Regions from separate parts of the Mus musculus genome. Here all the other regions are linked to region 1. Evidence: chromatin contacts called from public HiChIP or PLAC-seq and Micro-C data. All regions are on one chromosome and are shown on one strand. The core of a region is the stretch at or near the end of the contact, and the rest is flanking DNA. Distances in the headings are between cores, read along the strand shown.

Region 1 (4,782 bases), core at 785-3,284:
ATGCTCTGACTTCAACTCTCAGACCCGCATAATGGAAAGAGAGAATAGATTCCACAAAGCTATCCTCTACCATGGCAGAGATGTAGGAGGAGGCTTGCCTAAGCATCTACAGGGCCCTAAATTCAGTCTCTAGTGCTGCAAAAACAAATACTCAACACCAGAAGGGAGATTTTGATTTTGAAGATTCATAGCTGATATGGGGAGATACTGAACATTGCTGAGTTCTCTGTGATGTGTGAATAGCCAATCAAGAGACAACCTGTACAAATCAACAAGGGCATAGCCAGGGAAAGAGATCTGGAAAAAACAAATCTGCTTTGAAACATTTGGTGATGCCATTTAGGTAAGGATAAGGGTGAAGCCAGTTGGGCAGTGGGACTCAGGAATGTCCCTTTGAGGGTAGGGAGAGTGGCAAAGATCCTCATTAGCTGAGAAGGTGTGGGTGGGCATTTTGAGGAAATAAGGTGGTTTGTTTCATCATTATAGAAGCATCAGAAATTGCATGTAGTGATTGACAGTGAGATCAGTTCAAGAGGCCAAGCTGAGAGGTAGGAGGGGAAATGGCGGGCTCTCTTAAAAACCCTGTTCCTGGAGACAGAAGCTTTGATCAAAGAAGCATCCTTAAAAGAAAGCTCTGCAGGAAAGATTTGAGAGGGGGTTTTGTTTTCCTTTGTTGAAGCAGGGTCTCATTTTAGCCCTGGCTGACCTGGAACTCATCTTGTGGCCCACGTTGGCCATGAACTCACTGCAGCCGTCCTATACCAGTTCCCACGTGCTAGGAATTAAGGTGTGAGCCCCCATACCTGGTAAGATAATGGTCTATCTTAAGTCTGTCTTCCTTAGGGGATACCTTATATTCAGCCTGAAAAAAAAACTTCTCTTTTTGCCCTATTTATTATGGATCCTTCCCCCCGCACCCCCCCCCCCCTTAAGTTATTGATGGAATCGAGGCTTTTGGAGTGGCTATAGCTTTACCACTGAGCTATATTTCCAGCCTTGGGCCACATTTATAATTCCCAAATGCCTGCATTTGTTTTCTGATGGGAAAGGTACAATTGTCTTTCTCAGTCTTAGTAGCCAAGTCTTTGTCTTTCTCTCTCTCTCCCTTTCTTTCTTTCGTTTCTTTTTTTCTGAGACATGGTTTTACACTCTGTATAGCCAAGGCTGGCCTGGCTCGCGATGTACACCAGGCTGATCTGGTACATGCAAGATCCTCTTGTTTTAACCTCTCTAGTGCTTTTCCTCGTTGAAGAGTTTTCCATGTCTGCTTCCCTCCAATCGCTCAACATCACATTTTAGCTTCTTGGCTATGAGACCGATTGTGGTCTAAAGGCAAGAACAATAAGCTTCCTCCAAGGTCTAAACTAAAGCTTCCGAATTTACTTTGACGTGTATTAAGTTTTGAACTAAAGAGTGTGACAGATACAATCCTCTTACAACTGAACACGAAGAAACCATTTTTTTTTCCTCTGCACACCAGCTCCTATAGTTCCTTGTTCTGGTTCAATAGGAAAGCTCACTCGTAGCAAATCATTCCCTCTGGGTAAACAGACACAATGCTTAAGTCGTTTGCAATCGACCATTGAAAATAATTTTGAATATCTTCTAGAAGTGGTAGGGCATAAATCAATCATACGTTAGTACGGTAATAAAAACAAGCCCTACTGTTTGAGGAAGAGTTGACTAAACGCTTTCGGAATCCTGAAACCTTCATAAGACGACGCCTAGCATTATGTTGGCCGCTGACACAAACACACGCTCCATCCCGAGTCATTAAACCGTGGCGGCCCACTCCCTTCTCAGATCTCTTCAGAAATCGTCGAGGAAGCTGGGTGAGCGTTCCGAGGCACTCTGCCCGCACTGTTTACATTGTGGACCCGGCCGAACTACAACTCCCAAGATGCATCACGCTTCCAAAGCCTCCCGAGGGGAGGCTTCCGGTTTAGGCCAGCGCGGCTGCGCACGGGGTGTGGTCTTACTGGCTCGGCCCGCCTCGTGCGATGCGCGTCACGGCTACGCGCGGGCGCGGAGGCGGGGAGACGCGGCGGCGGCGGCGGCGGCGGTCGCGGCGGCGCGAGCACAGTCCCGACGCGGTACCGCGGTGGCGGCGGCGGCGGTGGCGGCTCCAGCGAGCGGCCCCCTCCCTCCGCGCCCCCCCTCTCCCTCCCCGAGGCGCTGCTTCCCGAGGCGCCCGAGCCGCGCGGTGAGACGGCCGCTAACTCGGGCGAAGGGCTGTGGCTCGAGCGCGGCTTCCCGGGCTCAGCAGATTGCCCGGGTCGGAAGGAGGTGAGGGCTGAGGGACAGGTGTCCCCGGCGCGGGCCGGGAGCGCGCGCCTGGCCGGCTCCGAGCGCGGCCGGAACTCTGACCTGCGGCCGCGCGCCTGGTGCGGGGCCCAAGCAGCGGCCGGGGGGGTGGGGTGGGGGGGGGGGCCGGGGCCGCGCTCCGTGCAGCTGCGGTCGCGGGCGCCCGCTGCCCTGTCCCCGCCGCGGGGCAGAGTCCGAAGCCCCTCGCTCCGTCTCTAGTCGATTTCGGAGCCGGTACCCCCGCGATGGCCGGAGACTGAAATCCTCCCGCCCCGACTTCTAGTTGGTGTCTTCTGCCACTTCTAGGGATTTCTCTGGCAGGCTTGCTTCGGATGGCTTGTGCTCAGCGCGACTTTTCCAACCACTGGGATGGGAAGGTTGCCCTCACCTTTCCTTAGGTGGCGCGTCAGGCTGTCACTGCGGGATAGTTCTTGGGCCCAGTTCTGAGCCCCTTTGGGTTTTTATTTGCCAGTGGTTAGCTTGTTAGAGAATTGCTGGAAACGGCTATAAAATAAGTTTTGATGAGTCCGAGGGAGCGCTAGACCAGACAGCTAATGAGTCTCTTCTTTTGTTTTTTTTGACCTTGATTTAAACATTTGTTTCTGGAGTTTGAAAACTTCACGAGAGCGTTGAGCAATGAATTTTTGATAAATGACATGACCACCTGGGATTTGGTAGGTACAATGCTTCATTGGTGGTTTTAGTATTTTAGTGGAAATGATCTTTTAGTTGCATTTATGTTTTACTCTGGTTGTCTCATTTAAAGAAAAAAAAACTTTAAAAAAATTAAAATTATCCAGTTTATTATGGTGTGTTTCTGTGTGACTCCTGTGTTCATGGCACACGTGTGGAGGTTAGAGAACAACTTGGTAAAAGTTGATCATCGTCTACGTTTATGTGGTTCCGGGTATCGAACTCAGGCGGCAAGGTCTTGAAAATTTGCCTGGCAAGCATACTCTTTAGCCATCTCACTTGATGGCCTGTAATTCTTGTGTTGCTGTGTTCATTGTGTTTCCCCAAAGCAGAATGCTTACCCCTGCTCCCCAAGGAGCAAGGTAAAAATACTGCAGTCTTTTAGGATTTTAAAATTTATTTGTTCATAAAACACTTCCCAACTAAGTGTATTTGTTTTGTTTGTTCGTGGGTGAGGGTGTGCAGGTCTCACTCTGTAGCCCAAACATTAAGAATCCTGCTTCAGCCTTCTGTGTGTTAGCATGAATCACCTACCATGTTGTGAAGACAGGCAGGATCAATGTAGTTCAGGCAAGCTTTAATTTCTAAATCTTACCTATGAGTCCAGAATCCTGGTATGGACAGATGCTCTACTCAAAGCCCGCCCTCCCTTTGACATGGTCTCACTCTGTAGCCCTGGCTGTCTTGGAACTCATGTAGATTAGGCTGGCCTTGAACTCAGAAATCCACCAGTTTCTGCCTCCCATGGGCTGGGATTAAGGATGTGCACCACCAATACAACTCAAAAAATAAAGCTCAGAGCCTTAATTTTTTAAAGGGGGAATTATGTTTGTCAGTTCTAAAGTTTCAAGTGTCTTCTTACCACAGGCCACTCTAAGATCTTGTCACACATCCTGCTCATTTGTACACTGCTTGTAGAATAGAATTCTTCATTCTTTGAAATTTGTCACAGTGAACGAACTGTAAACTAAATTATTTTAGCAGCAGGGATTTCCACCTGTAGGCTTCAGCAGATTGATGGTAAATTATAAAATTTTTTTGAGAAATTCAAATTAAATATGAAAGATACCTTCCCAGTTTCTCTGTAACTGGCTACCCACCAGTTTATGTTTCAGGCTTTGGGCTACTTAGCAGATTTTATCTTCTGTGGATGAGAGTAAGATTTCCGGAGCGTAAAGAGTGTGTTTTTCCATCCTTGAGTTCATTGTCTAAACTTAAAAACAAATGAAAAAAAATTTCCCATGAGTAATATCATTATGTAGTGTACTCAGTGTAAGTCACGCTTTGTTTAAAACAATAAAACTTTTATTCCCTTTATTCAGAAGTTGACAAACTTCACAGTCTACAGGTCAAGTCCTACCTGCTGCCTGTTGTAAATCAAGGTTAACTGGGATATAGTCAGATGCAGTTGTTTAGGTTATTATCTGTGATTTGCTGTTGGGGTGCAAAGTTGAGTTGTTTCATAGCTGTCTTAGAGACTCATGGGCTGTAAAGCCTAAACACTTTTATTAGCTTTCAATAGAGAAAGAAAACAGTCAGTATGTGGTGGCTGTCTGGCCTGGCTGTGGTTGTACTTTCCTGTAATCCCAGTACTTGGGAGGCCAAGGCAGGCCTGTGAGTTTAAGACCAGCATGGGTTATAATTTGAGACCCTGTCTCAGAAGTGTTGTGAGTGGGAAGTATATTCAATGTACAAACTTAAAATGAGTCAGGAAGTACAAAAGAAAGTAAAAATTATTTGGAATTATATCACTTAGGTTATTTTGGTGATTATCCAGTAGACTCT
Region 2 (4,782 bases), core at 633-3,132, 810 kb before region 1:
AAGAAAATCTTTTCTGTGTGAGTTGAAGATGCCCTACTAAGGCTTCGCAAGTGTGAGTTGGCCTCCCTAGTTATGTTTGACCTAGGCAAAAATTTTTCAAGAATTTATGTATATGGGTGTTTTGCCTGCGTGTCTGTGTGCCACCTGTGTGCCTAGTGCCCAGAGAGGCCAGAAGAGGGCATTAGATTCCCTGGAACTGGCGTTACAGGTGTTTGTAGGTCACCAGGTGGGTGCTGGGATTTGAACCCAGAACTTCTGGCAGAGCAGCCGGTGCTCTTAACTACTCGGCTGTCTCTCTACTTCTCCCCCCACCTCCCCTTTTTTCTTAAATGCTTTTAGCCATGTTTAGTGGTGCATGCCTTTCATCTCAGCACTCCAGAGGCAGAGGCAGGTGAAACTGTGGGTTTGGGGTTTGAATCTAGCTTGGTCTACATAGTGAGTTCCAGGCCAACCAGAATTACATGGTGTGACCCTGTCTCAAAAAAAGAAAAAGAAAAATGTAATCATTTAGAATGTATGTGGTGTATGTATGCCACAGTGCAGGGTGGTGTCAGAGGGCAGCTTTCAGTGATCCGTTCTCCTCCCTTCACATCATATGGGGTTCCTCCGGCTTGGCAGCAAGGGCTTTTGCTCACTAACCTTCCCACCAGTGAAAATCTGTATTTTTGTTGTTGTTAAGATGTATGTGTTTCAGAGCTGGAGAGATGGCTCAGTGGCTGAGATCAACAACTCTCCCAGGGAGCCCAGGCTCAATTCTCAGCACCCACCTGGTGACTCACAATTGTCTGTAACTCCAGTTCCAGGAGACCTGACACCTTCACACAGACATTCATGCAAGCAAAACACCAATGAACATAAGATGAAAATAAATTATTTTTAAAAAGATTAATGTGTTTCATGTACATTAATGCTCTGTCTGCATGTAACATATGCATGCCAGAAGAGGGCATTGGGTCCCATTATAGATGGTTGTGAACCACCATGTGGTTGCTGGGAGTTTAGCTCAGGACCTCTGGAAGAGCAGTCAGTGCTCTTAACTGCTGAGTCATCTCTCCGGCCCCAAACATTTGTATTATTAGAACACACCTAAGAGACACCAGACATCATTAGTGTGAAAAGTGGAGTATGTTTATAGTAGATTCTTTAAAAGGCTATGTGTGCATTCGTCAATCCAGAACTCAGTGACCTCTGTCACCATACAGACGACAATAAGCCTTTTTGAGGACGAAGATGATGAGGTATCCACGCACCAGCCTGATTTAGAACCCATTGGACTGAAGACAGCAAGACTAACTCGGTGAATTTTCAGATATCTTTATAGATAGATTCCATTTTGCAGAAAGGGAACATTGAGGCCTGGAGCACAGGAAAAGAAGGCAGTGCAGAGTGTGCAGGCTGTGCAGGAGCTGCCTTAACAGACCGAGTTACTGCTGCTGGAAGCAGCTCGGGCCTCCAGACCAAAGTGCAATTACGTCACCCAGGAAAGAGGCCCACTTTAATTCTGGTGCTGTGGACAAGAGGCAGGGGTTTCTTCGTAGCCCTTGAAGCTCTCCTGGAGGCTGTGGGAAATGCTAGTTATCCTGACAAGTCAGGGACAAAGGCTGAAGTGGCTCTAGACCCAGCTCCTGCAGGGAAAACAGACAAAAGGTAATGCAGGGGCGGGGCCAGATGAGGCTCCTCCTGGGCTGGATTTACACCCAGTCCGCATGCTGATGTAAGTAAAGAATGGAGTCATTCAGGCGCCCTGAAGTGCAGTTTCCAGGCTGCTCCTAGGGGGAGCATTATGGATGCTGTTGTTGGCTCATCTGCCATAGTAGGGGACCAAGCAATGCCTGACTACTGTGCTGTTAGGCAGCATCAAGTAGACACCACAGCCCCATCTTTTTCTTGCCAACAGGCCACAACAGACACTAACCACACAGGCCCTCCGTTCCATCCCAAGCTGGGGGTGGGGTCTGCCTAAAAACCAGCTGGGTGTGGCACACCTGTCATCTTTAGTTACACAGGAAGCTTAGGTCTAGCATGGGTTACAAGAAACACTGCCTGAAAGCAAACAGCAAAAGAAATGAAGGATAGTCACCCCTTCAGAGCAAAGGTCTCAGGGGCAGGTTTCACTAAGTCCCCCTCATGCTATGTGTACTGACTGTGGGAGGCTTGTCCCTATAACCCAGCCCTTATGGTGCACAGAGTGAGGAAGGCCGACTCCTGTATCCCTCATGATTTATTTGCCGTGGCAGGCCCATCCCTTCACACCAGAGCTTGTGGATGTACGGTGGGAAGCTCATGCCTGTAACACATCGCTCATGGTGCATGTCCTGTGTGAGGCCCGTGCTTTAAGCCAGCACTCTCTGAATACCCTGGTTGGAGCCTGAAACCAGCTTGCCAGCCCTCATGGTGTGTGTACTTGAGAGTTGGGGGAGGCATGCTTATAAACAAGCACCAACTGTGAAGATTCTGTTGGAGGCTGACATTTGTATACCAACAGTCAGTGTGCGTGTATAGGCTCGAACCTATAACCTAGCATTCAAGGTGCAGATACATCCATGACTCATGCATGCAATACAGCATCCATGGTACATGCATTGTGGGAGATTTACACATGTATCCCATCCCCCATGGTGTGTGTACTTTGGGAGGCCTGTCAGCTCTTCAAGGACTCCCTTGCCTATGGGACTATAGACCTTCCCCCTTGGTGTGTGTGTGGTGGTGGGAGGACGGAAAGAGAGCCCTCGTACTCTGACCTCCAGAGACCGAGAAAGTCATTGATGAGCCCTTGGATCTGAGGTCCTCTGGGCCTCTGCCTCATTCACCTGGGACCTAGGTAGTCATCAAATAGGATTGCTGGAGGTCCTGGCAGCCATGGAGGCTGCATGGTGTGCTCCGAAAGCAGTGATAAAAATGTTGATGACCACGGTTATGAAGACCAAGATGGTGGCAGCATTGTTGAGCTTATTTAAATGCCTCTGGTTCTCTACCTCATTCAGGTTCAGGATGGCTGTGGAGACAAGGAGATCAGGGTGAGTGGTGGTGGATGGTGGGTGGGTAAGGGTCAATCTAACAGGGCCAAAGCCTGGAGCTTCCCTCTCCCCACCCATGAATTTGGAGACAACCTGGCTTTGGAGACCGATCAGGAAGAAATGAAGTCACTGGACTGAAGTGTGTTTGAGTCTTCTAGCACATGAAACATCTACTGGATGATTCATAGAATGGACATTGGGATGCAAAAACGTCTACGAGGGAAGGTGTACTTCCAATACAATGGACACAAGAAATTGTCACTAGCTAGTAGGGTCAGTCATTTATCAGCTGCCGAGAAGTGCCCACCCATGGGATATGAGGAGATAGGACTGGGGGTGCCCTTAGTGTAGGATCTGTTACCTAGGCGTAGATGTGTAACCCCTCTGTTAGCAGGTGGCTGGGAAGTTTCACATATGATGCAGGGACCTTTCCTACCACCAGGGGGCGCCAAGGCAGAAAGCCTGACTCCAGGCTGGGCTCCTTACCGATGAACACAAGAAGGAGGCTAATGACCACTTGCAGGAGCAGAGAGACAATGATGAGGGTGACTAGGGTGGTGTAGTACTCCGCGAATGGCCCTTGCTGCAGCACTGATTTCAGCCGCATGGCATTGGACATAAAGAGCGCCACGTCTAGCATGCTCTCTGCCACACTCTTCTTGGTGGCATAAAAGTTCAGGTCTATGCGCTGGTTCCCTCCGCGCATGGAGTGCCTGTGCTATAAGAGAAGAGAATCTGGTAAAAGGGCTGGAAGGGACTGGGAAGAATACAGGGGTTTTAATACCCTCCCCAAAGGCGATGAAATGTCCTCTTGGGTGACAGTGACAGCCTCCCTGCTCAGCTAATGACCTGAAACCAATGAAAGGTTGGGAGGATGTGGAGGTGATAGTGGGTGTACTGTTGGTTGAATGGATTGGTGGATGGAACCTCTGTGGACCACTAAGCTCTGAACTAACTAATGCAACATGACAGAATCTGTTTCACTATTGCCGTACACCTTCACGTCATCAGATGAAGACAGACAACAGAAGGAGATCTGAGACCTGGCTGAAATGGAAAAAACACTTCCTCCAGCATGGCCAGCCCCACCTTAGCCAGTACCTGGGTCAGGAGTCCTAGAGCTTCCTTCCCACTCCCCCATATAAAGGACCATGGGCTATTAGAAAAACACGTCTACACAGCAATGCATAGCAGTTGAAAGGTCTTAACTTTAAAAATTGTTTGGGAAGACTAGAGATGTATCTCGGTGTATAGTGCTTCCCAGCATGCCCTGGGCTATAGTTTCGATTCCTGCCATTGCTGAAACAAATTAATATTTTAAATTATTTTAAAATAATTTGGTTTGTTTTTGTTTTCCAGGGCAGAGTTTCTCTGTATAGCCTTGGCTATCCTAGATCTCCCTTTGTAGATGAGGCTGGCCTTGAACTCAGAGATTCACCTGCCTCACCCTAACCCTAAGTGATGGGATTAAAGGCATGCACCCCCACTGCCCTGCTAAATAAAATTACTTTTGAGATATAAAAGCAAGTTCTTGTTCTCACTAATTCTAATATCCCAGAGGGGGCGCTGCAAGACCTTTGTAGTCGCTCAAGAGTGCTTGGAGCAGATGGAGCTAGAAGAGGCAGAAGCAGGAAGACTCTACATGCTGTGGTCTCACAGGGCATGGTGGTGGCCACCTGTAATCCTAGAATAGGAAGGCCAAGGAGGCAGAGGTGAGAGAGGAGCAGGTATTTGAGGCCAGCCTGAGCTACACAAGACCCTGTCT
Region 3 (4,782 bases), core at 1,253-3,752, 650 kb before region 1:
TTCTTTCTTCCTTTCTTTCTTTCTTTCTTTCTTTCTTTCTTTCTTTCTTTCTTTCTTGGCTTTTTTAAGACAGGGTTTCTCTGTATAACCCTGGCTGTCCGTTCCACACACTTCTATTTAGTCTCTTGCTGGTTTGTGTGGACGGGAGAGAACTTGAAAACAAACTCCAGAGAAAGGGAAAGTATGATCTGGAATTATAGTCAAGAATAACAGGGAACTTAGTACGGATTTAATCATTATAAAGAGAGATGAACATGTGAGCGTAGTAAATCTCCATACTATAGTTCAACCTTTAAGTCTAACCGTCCCACACAGCGACGATACTCACCATTGTATCTGTTTTCCTAGTAAAGCTAAGTAGGAAAAGTTGTCATGTGGATAAGTGTGGTTTTTAAAGTCAATGATTAGTAGGTTATTTATAATGACTAGGTATTCTTGCTTGAAATGATGTGTTGACAGGTCATGGCTATATTATATATATTAAGGAAGTTGTGCCCATTGTCATGTGACCAAAGTTGCAGGGTTTAGTAAATAAGAATAAGCAACAACGATAAAATTGTTTCAGAACCACCTGGACAGAAATATCCTAATTTCTTTTTATAGAAACAAACATACAATAAATAAAAAAAAAACTGTGATTTACTGGTCTTTTAAAAACCCACCACTGTATAATTAAGTTTCTTTGTGTTATAAACAAAGTTTTCTCTGGTAAAGCAACTTTGAGAAAATTATAATCAACAGTCTTAAGAAGTACAAGAAAAATGCACTTCATAGTTACTTCTTCATTTGCTGACATTAGATTTATCACTGGAGATAAACCACTAATTAAATGTACTAAAACAGACTTACCATTAATAAAGTGAACTAATGATTTTCTAAAACAGTAGAGCACTAATATTTCAGTATTCTTCCTGCCCCTTCTGCACTTGTATTTCAAACTGTTCACAACCTGCCTTCTTTATTAAATCTAACAGCCATAGGGTTCAAACAAACACTAAAACTTACATGGTAGATTTCGGCAAGAAAAAAAAAAAGGAAACGTGCTGACTTCTTTTTAAACGTTTCTGATAAGTTAATATTAATTGTATAGCAAGACTTCTCTATGCGAAGTTTATCTAGATACACTGAGTCAAGGAATCTTCCGTTTAGCCGCTTCCAAATCACTCAGAGATCCTCTCATATAGTCTTGGACAAGGAAAACGCGCTTCAGAGCTCGCTCCAGTCCTGGGCTGCGACTGCAGCGTATTCACGCTCGGGTGCGGTTGCGTACGTTTAAGCGCTTCCCGCTCTCACCGGTTGGGTTAAGACTTGTAACTGCCATCTGGCTCATAAATTTGGTTTCCTACTCTGTCTGGTGCCCCCTGGTGCTCATCACAACTATAATCTTACGTAGTAGCAAAGGTGGTCCAGGAAGCACTAAAGATATTTTGAAGAGAAGAATTCCATTACTGTAAACTGCACGGATCTAGGTTTCCGGAGATCCGCGCCTTGGTATAAATTACATATGTGTACATATGCAAGTGTAGTACAGAAAGGGGATGTTTTACTGAGCCACCGAGGCAGGGTATAAGAAAACAAAAGGAAAATAATTTTTACTCAAATATAGAGGCAAAAGTCAACTATGTCCTCTCAAGTTTGTAATCAAAGATTAAAGATGTAGAATATCTTCGAACTCGACCTCCTCCCATGCTTGTCACCCGCCTCTCCCCGCCCCCTACACCTCCCGTTCCCGTTAAGTTTCCGGCAAAGCAAAGAGGTTCGCTCTGATCCTGGGTTTTATTTAGTAGGCAGCCCATCTTTGCAGCCAAAGTACTTGTTTGGAAACTGGAGATGAGCATGCGGCTTTAGTTGTTGTGAAGAAGAGAAGGATGGAATATATTTTGTTTACCCTCACCCATCTAATCAACAGTGATGGTATGTGCACTCTTCACAAAGTTTTCTGGGAGTCTTCGAATTCAGGCTCAGGTTATTCAGCTTTACCTCCTTCTCCACTCCCACACCCCTAGTCACAACACTAAGGAGGCTCTCCATTAAAGACGAACAACATCATTTTTCATTGCATGGCAGCTCTACGAGCTATCTAAGCAGAACATGACGGAAGTCTCTCATTCTCTCCTTTCTTTTCTTCTCCTTTCTTCTCTTCTTTTGCAATTGATTCCTAAATAATGATTTTGATAGCGAGCACTGAGTTTGGAACGGAATTGAGCGACCCACGATGACGCTCCCATCAGGCTTTCAGATGGGGCGGTTTTCAAAAAAAGGAACTACAATTCCCAGGAGGCACCAGGCTAGAGCAATCGCAGGGCATCACGGAAGTAGTAGGCGCGTTCCTCCCGGGTTCCTTTCACGGTTTTCACCGCGAAACTACAAATCCCATCGTGCCTCGAGCTCGGCACGCCTGCGCGAGAGCCCCCCGAGCGCGATGTGGGCGGGGCCGCCCCGGGCGGCGGGGGGCGGGGTCCAAGCGGGCTGTGTGGAGGCTTCAGACATCGGCGCCATTTAAAGCGGAGAGTTTTCCCGGGCGGACGCGCTCCTTCTGCTCGGCTATTCCGTACTCCCTTCTTCGCTGACAGAAGGCGCCTAGTGGGGTGACTGCTCTTTTTCTCTCCCTCTCCCCCTCCTCCCAGTTCTTTCGGTCTCCTCTCCTCCTGGCCAGAGAAGTAGCGGAGCCCGGGCCCCGCGGTGAGCGGCCCTCCCCTCCCCACAGTTCCCTCCCTCCTCTGCCCCCGGCGCCGGCCAGAGAGGGGAAGAGGTTCGCCAGGCCCGGGGCGGGCGGGGAGGCCTCGGGGACGGGGGGGGCCGCTCCTCAGGCTTCGAGGCTTCGAGGCTTCGGCCCTCAGCATCTAGTGATGGGCGCCCTCTGAGACTGGTCCCCTCTCCGGGGCGCGTGCTGCCTGAGGCGGCGGCCGAGCGAGCGAGCGAGCGAGCGAGCGACCGGGAACCCGGGCCGCGGCCCTCCTTCCCCTGCGCGGCCCCTCCCACTCCTGTGCCCCGGGCTGCCACCGCCCGGCGTCGGGGCTCGTCCCTCGCGCGCTGTGCCTCCGCCCTCAGGGCCTATCCCGCCGTGCTCGGCGGGCGGGCGGCGACGGCGGCAGCGGCAGCGGAGGGAGCTTAGCCGTCTTCACTTGGGTCGCATCCTCTCGCCCAGGAGCCAATTCCGCGCCCTGCTCCTCATGACTGCGGCGCTTCTGCTGCCCCAGCCCTACCGGCCTCCGCTCGCTGCAGGATGGATGCGGACTGTGCGGCGCTAACCCCCGTGGCTCCGCTCCCTCCTAGCCCGCCGACGAGCCCGCCCCGTGAGCCGCAGCAGCTTCGGTGCCAGCAGCAGCAGCCGCCGCAGCAGCCGGACTCAGTGTCCCGCGTCGCCCTCGGGGCGCCTTGTCAGTGCTGAGTGGGAGTCGTCCGGTGGTTCGGAGCCCGCCGTAGGAGCGCTGCCCAGCACTTCTTGGTGGCTTCTCCGGGTCACCCTTTTCCCTTTTCATTCATAAATCCGAGCCCGCATTCTTCACTCCATCGGACCGACCATGTCTGACGGTGCCGCCGAGAAGCAAAGCGGCACTCCGGGCTTCCTTACGCCTCCGGCGCCCGTCCCCAAGAATGGCTCAAGCTCCGATTCTTCCGTGGGCGAGAAACTGGGGGCTACGGTCGCCGACTCGGGAGTTGGCAGGACGGAGGAATATCGGCGCCGCCGGCACACTATGGACAAGGACAGTCGTGGGGCGGCCGCCACCACCACCCCCACGGAGCACCGATTCTTCCGCCGAAGCGTCATCTGCGACTCCAATGCCACCGCGTTGGAGCTGCCGGGCCTCCCTCTCTCTATCCCGCAACCTAGTGTACCTGCAGTGGTGCCCCAGAGTGCTCCACCCGAACCTCACAGAGAGGAAACTTTGACCGCCACCGTTGCTTCCCAGGTGTCTCAGCAACCCTCGGCTGCTGCCTCCCCTGGGGAACAAGCCGTTGTAGGCTCGGCCACCACGACCGTCCCCAGCAGTACCAGCAAAGACCGCCCGGTGTCCCAGCCCAGCCTCGTGGGGAGCAAAGAGGAGCCACCGCCGTCCAGAAGTGGAAGTGGCAGTGGTGGCGCCAGCGCCAAAGAGGCGCAGGAGGATAGGAGCCAGCAACAGGATGATATCGAAGAGCTGGAGACCAAGGCAGTGGGAATGTCCAATGACGGTCGCTTTCTCAAATTTGACATCGAAATCGGCAGAGGCTCCTTTAAGACAGTCTACAAAGGTCTGGACACCGAAACCACTGTGGAAGTCGCCTGGTGTGAATTGCAGGTAATGCCCCACCCCCTTTTTTCTTATTCGGTCGTTTGGATCCCAAATTTGGCTCTGTTAAGCCAGTTTGTCGAGTTCACTCTTTACTTGTAATTCTCTGACTCTGAGAGGGCGGGAAGACTAGTGTCCAAAGAGGTTGAAATTGGGAGATTGTGGAGCTTGTAGTTAGTTAGGTGTTTGGAAAAGATAGGAACTATTGGTGTCAAGAAGGATTGTTATCAGCCAGGGGTAAAAAGAGTCATTTAAGTACAAACTTGTGTGTTTAATGTCAGGCAGGAGACATGGAATTATTGGAAAAGGGTTTCCCTTCGTGTTGGGGATCGAAGAAGTGGGGCCTGGACAAGTGCTTTCCCACTGAGCTAAATATATCCTCAGCCTTTGGGAATTTTTTTTTTTTCTTTTGCTTTAAGTAAATATCAAACCTTTTTTTCCTGTACACTTCATTCTCTTCTAAGCCTCTGCAATAATGAACTGCCTTGTGTGTTTCCATCTCTAAAAT
Region 4 (4,782 bases), core at 692-3,191, 550 kb after region 1:
GCCCTTAATGGGTCGGTGAGGTCCTAGCTGTTTCCTCGAGCCCCTTTGCTCCCCTGAAGAATGCATGCAGAAGCCATTTGAGGCAGCATCCGATGTGTCATCCTATTGCAATAAGATGGCTGGGACATTTGCATTTTCAACAACACTCTTGTTCTTTTTGCTGGGAATTGAAACACTGGCTGGGGGTGGGGGTAGGGGTGGGGATGGGAGTTGGGTTGGGGTACACAGAGAGAAACTCTCCCCAACAGCCTCATCCTCTAGGCCCCTCAACCCCAAACAGAGGTGCTACCCATTCTAGACACAAGAAAAGCTCAGCTTCTACAAGGCTCATGCCCATGCATATCACAGACGCCTGCTCTGGGCTGAAAGCTGGCACGCAAGAGCTCTGCCAGTGAGCAACATTAGAATTACAGACATAATAATACTAATTAACTTTCCCAGGCCTGTGCTCTCTGCATTTATTATTTGTAGAGAGACAAAGCCTTAAATAACAGGGCCAGCCTCTTTGGGAGCCCCACTTGGGGTGAGGACTGTCCTCATTACAGCAAGTGAGATGGATGGTGTTCTCAGACCAGGGCACATCATGGGAAAGCCTGCAGCAGGTGTAGCCTCCTTCTTAGCCAGCCCTGAGGCTTTCCACTGGCACCGTGTGGGGCAGGGATGGGGAGAAGAGAATCAATTTCTAGTGGTCTGGCCTCTCCTAAGGTTCACGTCCTCAGCATGTGCCTTCCTAGGCTACAGTGAGCCCCTGTTACTGGTGCTCAGCTTGGCTGCCTGTGATCCGAAGGCTCCCTACTTCTCAGTCCCTGCCTTATCATTTATGAATGAAGAACAGTGAGGAGGGAATGACATCAAATGTCTTTGACCTGGACGTGCTTCAAAAGGTTCCTGAAGCTCCTGGAATCGTATACATATGGAATGTGCTTCTGGCCACTCTCTCGGGGGCTAGCCATCCATGGCTAACTGCTGCTTTCAAAGGGTCTTTGAACTCAGGGTTAAGGTCATGAATGAGTTGGTCCCTGAGGGCCCCTCCACTTCTGCCCATTGATGACTTTAGAGCACTCATTCTCAGCACTTGGGTCGTGACCCCTTTGGCAAGCCCCCATCTCCAAAAATACTTACATTATGATTCCTAACAGTAGCAAGAAGTACAGTTAAGAAGCAGCAACAAAGATAATTTTATGGTTGGGGATCGCCACACCATGAGGAACTGTGTTAAAGGGTCACAGTGTTAGGAAGGCTGAGACTCACTAACTTAGAGCCATCGAAGCTGATGCATTTTGTCACACCCAGCAATGGGTTTGTGGAGACATGTGGTAGAGCCTTGGATTGGAAACACCCTATAAATTAGCTACTTTAAAGTAACTGACCTACTGGGCTTCATCACATGGGTTTGCTGTAGCGTTCCTACCTCTCAGCACCAGCTCTGAGAGCATCCCCAGGTTGTCCTCTATGTAACTTCTATCAATTTGGGGAGCACTTCTGCTGTTGGGCAGCCTGCTTTGTGGTCGTGAGCTAAGATGGTCTCCCTGAGCTTGCTGCCTGGGGGGGGGCATCCACGCTACCACTAAGATGGACATGCGACCTCTTACCTCTTGCACTCACAGAGCGGTAGAGAGCATTTCTTATTGGCAGTTTAATAATAAATGGATTGACTGTTAGAAACGCTTGGGAAGCTCACTCTGGGCTGTTGGACGGATGCTGTGAGAAAATCCAAACAATCACCTTTGAGGAATTCCAGGAGAATCTGGAGACTAACTGGAGATTAATTTCCAGGGACTTCGCAGTGCTTCTAAGTTGATACTGCTGCCACCCAGCTACAGAAAGGATATACATCTCTCTCTGTTCTGAACACCCTTGCTCTGACCACCAGTTCTTAACCATGGTCCAGGAGGTCGCTAGGTAGAATTCCAATGTGTCTCTGAAATAGGATGAAAATGGTTAGATCTTTGCTTTCAGACTTCTAGCGTGTATTCATCATGACTTTTCTTTATGATTGGAGGCAACATTAGTACTTCTATGACTTTTTCCACTGCTAGAAATCACTTTAAATCGAATTAAGGTAGGTGCAGGTACTCAAAAGTTTATGATAGGTAGCCACTTAACTCCAGACCACCAGTAGGTGAGAGGCGGTTTATCTTAGGGTTGGGATCATACACTCTAAAATCAGCAACCCTGCATTTGACCAAGCGTAACATCATATGTACTGTTCAGTTATCTTTCTCTTCATTAAATGCTGTGCTCTGCCTTTTAGGCATGCCTGGGCAACCCTAAGTACCAAATATGGAACTATTGCTGTTGCCCCATGCAGATAGCCTGTGTGGTAGTTGGAAAACTCAGGAAGAAAGGGGTGATGGGATAAGATGTATCAATCAGCTTGCTGTAGACCGAATAATTACTGGAGACAATCAGCTAAGAAGTCTGTTTCTACTGGCTACAGAGTGTGAGCACTTGGCTCTCTCTGTTGCTTCTGCTGGTGAGAGCTTGCAGCAGAGAAGGCTTGTTCATCTCATTGTGGCCAGGAGACAAAGAGACAGGAAAGGAACGGAGTCCCAGGATTTCTACTGCCAGCAACCTAATCCAAGTTTTCACTGCTTCTCAGTAGCCCCAAAACTGGGGACCCAGTGTGCAGCGCACATGGACCTCTGGAGAACACTGAAGATGCAGACTGCAGCAGATAGTAAGAGGAGAAATGGGACCAAAGCGTGGGGTGGTGGAACAATGGTGAGTCAGAAGCCTGGAGTTTCCCTTCTGATGCTGCCTTCATCAGGTCCTGGCTCACAAGAACAGTAATGTGGAACAGCCATGTGAGGGGGTGGGAGGACCGTGCCCTTCCTCCTTAGGTTCTAAGTCATAATGTCTTGATGGCTGGTGGAGTGAGGGGTCAGCTGTGACTCTGGAGTAAACCATGCCTGTTATAAATAGAAGGGTCAAGTTCCAAACTGGGAGGAGGGGTGGAGCCAAGGAGGCAGCCTAGCAAGCTGGGGGTTTTCAGCACCCCTTTGGCAGCAGAGATAAAGTTAATAAACAGAACCATCCCAAGAAACGGTTCCACGTCAGAGTCAGTCGAGGTGAGGAGCCTCTTCCCACAACTTCTTGGAAAAATAGAGACCCAGAGTTTGGAGACAAAAGGAAATAAAGCCAGTCAAAGTGCCCGTATTTACACAGTGGCCTTCACAGAGCAACCATCCAGGATAGCGCACTGGAGTATGAGCTAGGAGCAGGAGAGGGAGGAGCCAGTTCAGATGTGTTCAGCTCAGCTTCCTCCTTCAGTCACTGAGCAGAACTGTTTAAGGAGCAGCCTTTCACCTCCTGGCCTGACTTCCTGCCAGAGGTGCTGATGAGCAGGGAAGCTTCAGAAGCTAGGACCTCAAGCGGTCACACAGTTGCCGTGTCTAGAGACAAGCAAGCATTCTGCCTCCACTGATCTCACATCACACACGTTCACAGTGCCGCCACACTCCTTCCCTGCAGCCCAAGGTCCCTGCAGCTTTCTGCCCAGGCAATCACGTGCCACTCTTTATCTGAGAGGTCTTTATCTTTTCAAAGATGGTCTGTGTTCTTCATCTTTCTCCTCCGTTCTCAGCTTGCCTGGTGGCACATTTCCCACCCTTTCTGCCAGCATGTTCTTTCTGACCCATGTTACTTGGCAGTGTTGTGCTCCATTCTCCAGTCCTACTTCTGCTTTGCTTGTAGATCCTGGAACTGCGCATAGACTCCCTGAAGGGGCTTAGCAAAAGTGGGTTCAACTGGCTCTCCATCCCCCAGCACTCCGCCACACTCCCTTTCTTTGTGAAATAGAGGCTGGATGGTGTCTTCTGCAGTGCACAACCAGGGTCGTCTCACCCAGGCTCTCTCTTCTTTTGTATGCATGGACTCCACCTCACCATCAGTATTTACGAGCACAGTAGGCCAGGCAGACAGCATCAACCCTGCTTTCGAGGAGTTTACAATCTAGAAGGGGGTAGGGTGGAGATGCACTTCATTTAAAATGGCACTGCTGTTTGGTGTTTCCTGAAGAGTGCTGAGGAGATACCTAGCAGTATGTAAGCTTTGTAAGCTTTGGGTAGCTCAGCCCCGCGGTTATTTAGAGAGGACGAGGAAGGATTTTAAAGGCAGAGACCATTAAGGATAGCTAAAGTTTCCAGGGCGATAACACAGTCTCATCCATGGAGAGATGTGTAGCAGGAAAGAGGGTGAGGAGAGTCTGTGGAGTACAAGCAGAGGAAGCAGGTATTGTAAACACTGGGAGGAGCCAGAAAGATTACACGGTCTTTTCTTAAGAGATCTGCCACCAACTAGGAATGATTGATGACAAGACAGACGGCTAGAAATGAACATGATCTTGTGCACCTGAGAATAAAAATAATAAAGAAGTTTTCAAAAAACAGGAGTGAGCCACGCAGCAATGGTGCACGCCTTTAATCCCAGCAATCAGGAGACAGAGGTAGGCAGAGCTTTGTGAGTTCCAGGCTAGCCTTGTCTACAAAGTGAGTTCTAGAATAGCCAAGGGAGACAAAAGAGAGGGGGGGGGAAGAGGGAGGGAGGGAGGGAGGGAGGGAGGGAGGGAGGGAAGAAGGAGGAGGAGGAGGAGGAGGAGAGAGAGAGAGAACAAAATGGAAAGGAAAGGAAAGGAGAGGAGGGGAGGGATGAGAGGGAGGGAGGGAGGAAGAGAGAGAAAGAAAGAGAGAACAAAAAGGAAAGGAAAAGAGGGGAGGGGAGGGGAGGGAAGGAGAGGGGAGGGGAGGAAAAACCAGGAAGGATTCAAAAGCGCAGAACTTA

The links. A called contact is a pair of places that touch in the nucleus more often than the background predicts. HiChIP or PLAC-seq counts read pairs in DNA pulled down with a chosen protein or histone mark.
Region 2: a contact with region 1 is called in an H3K27ac HiChIP or PLAC-seq map of thymic regulatory T cells, with 15 times the contacts expected there. The contact joins the enhancer-like site here to the promoter of Adipor2 in region 1. A contact is called at or near these places in 2 of 484 Hi-C or Micro-C datasets (LSK cells and pre-B cells) and 4 of 115 datasets of contacts at active chromatin or transcription factors (extraembryonic endoderm stem cells, large pre-B cells, pancreatic cancer cells and 1 more).
Region 3: a contact with region 1 is called in a Micro-C map of embryonic stem cells, with 5 times the contacts expected there. The contact joins the promoter of Wnk1 here to the promoter of Adipor2 in region 1. A contact is called at or near these places in 4 of 39 promoter capture datasets (the C10 cell line, cranial neural crest, pre-B cells and 1 more), 8 of 484 Hi-C or Micro-C datasets (the Ba/F3 cell line, CD4 T cells, the G1E-ER4 cell line and 4 more) and 4 of 115 datasets of contacts at active chromatin or transcription factors (the 230-238 cell line, extraembryonic endoderm stem cells, fibro-adipogenic progenitors and 1 more).
Region 4: a contact with region 1 is called in an H3K4me3 HiChIP or PLAC-seq map of embryonic forebrain, with 4 times the contacts expected there. The contact joins the promoter of 1700080F18Rik here to the promoter of Adipor2 in region 1. A contact is called at or near these places in 1 of 39 promoter capture datasets (cranial neural crest) and 1 of 115 datasets of contacts at active chromatin or transcription factors (embryonic forebrain).

The regions. Positions count from the first base shown.
Region 1 is chr6:119,385,986-119,390,767 of GRCm38.p6, reverse strand. Adipor2 (adiponectin receptor 2) reads left to right here and starts at 2,034. Exons shown (of 8, transcript NM_001355692.1): 1 at 2,034-2,286.
Region 2 is chr6:120,196,856-120,201,637 of GRCm38.p6, reverse strand. Ninj2 (ninjurin 2) reads right to left here. Exons shown (of 4, transcript NM_016718.2): 2 at 3,504-3,735; 3 at 2,811-2,995; 4 at 1,300-1,625. The coding sequence ends at 2,829. It overlaps B4galnt3 (beta-1,4-N-acetyl-galactosaminyl transferase 3), which reads left to right. Exons shown (of 20, transcript NM_198884.2): 20 at 1-885. Among named protein-coding and RNA genes, the nearest start is that of Gm25327, 55 kb to the right of the region's middle. Within about 2 kb of position 1,882, at least 60 of the 459 cell types and tissues checked have an H3K27ac peak or open chromatin away from gene starts, as enhancers often do. A contact at or near this core is called in thymic regulatory T cells, where this site is marked.
Region 3 is chr6:120,036,375-120,041,156 of GRCm38.p6, reverse strand. It overlaps Wnk1 (WNK lysine deficient protein kinase 1), which reads left to right and starts at 2,502. Exons shown (of 28, transcript NM_001199084.1): 1 at 2,502-4,283. The coding sequence starts at 3,525.
Region 4 is chr6:118,837,747-118,842,528 of GRCm38.p6, reverse strand. It overlaps 1700080F18Rik (a long non-coding RNA gene), which reads right to left and starts at 1,941. Exons shown (of 2, transcript XR_003956354.1): 1 at 1-1,941. The region is part of intron 3 of Cacna1c (calcium channel, voltage-dependent, L type, alpha 1C subunit); the gene reads left to right.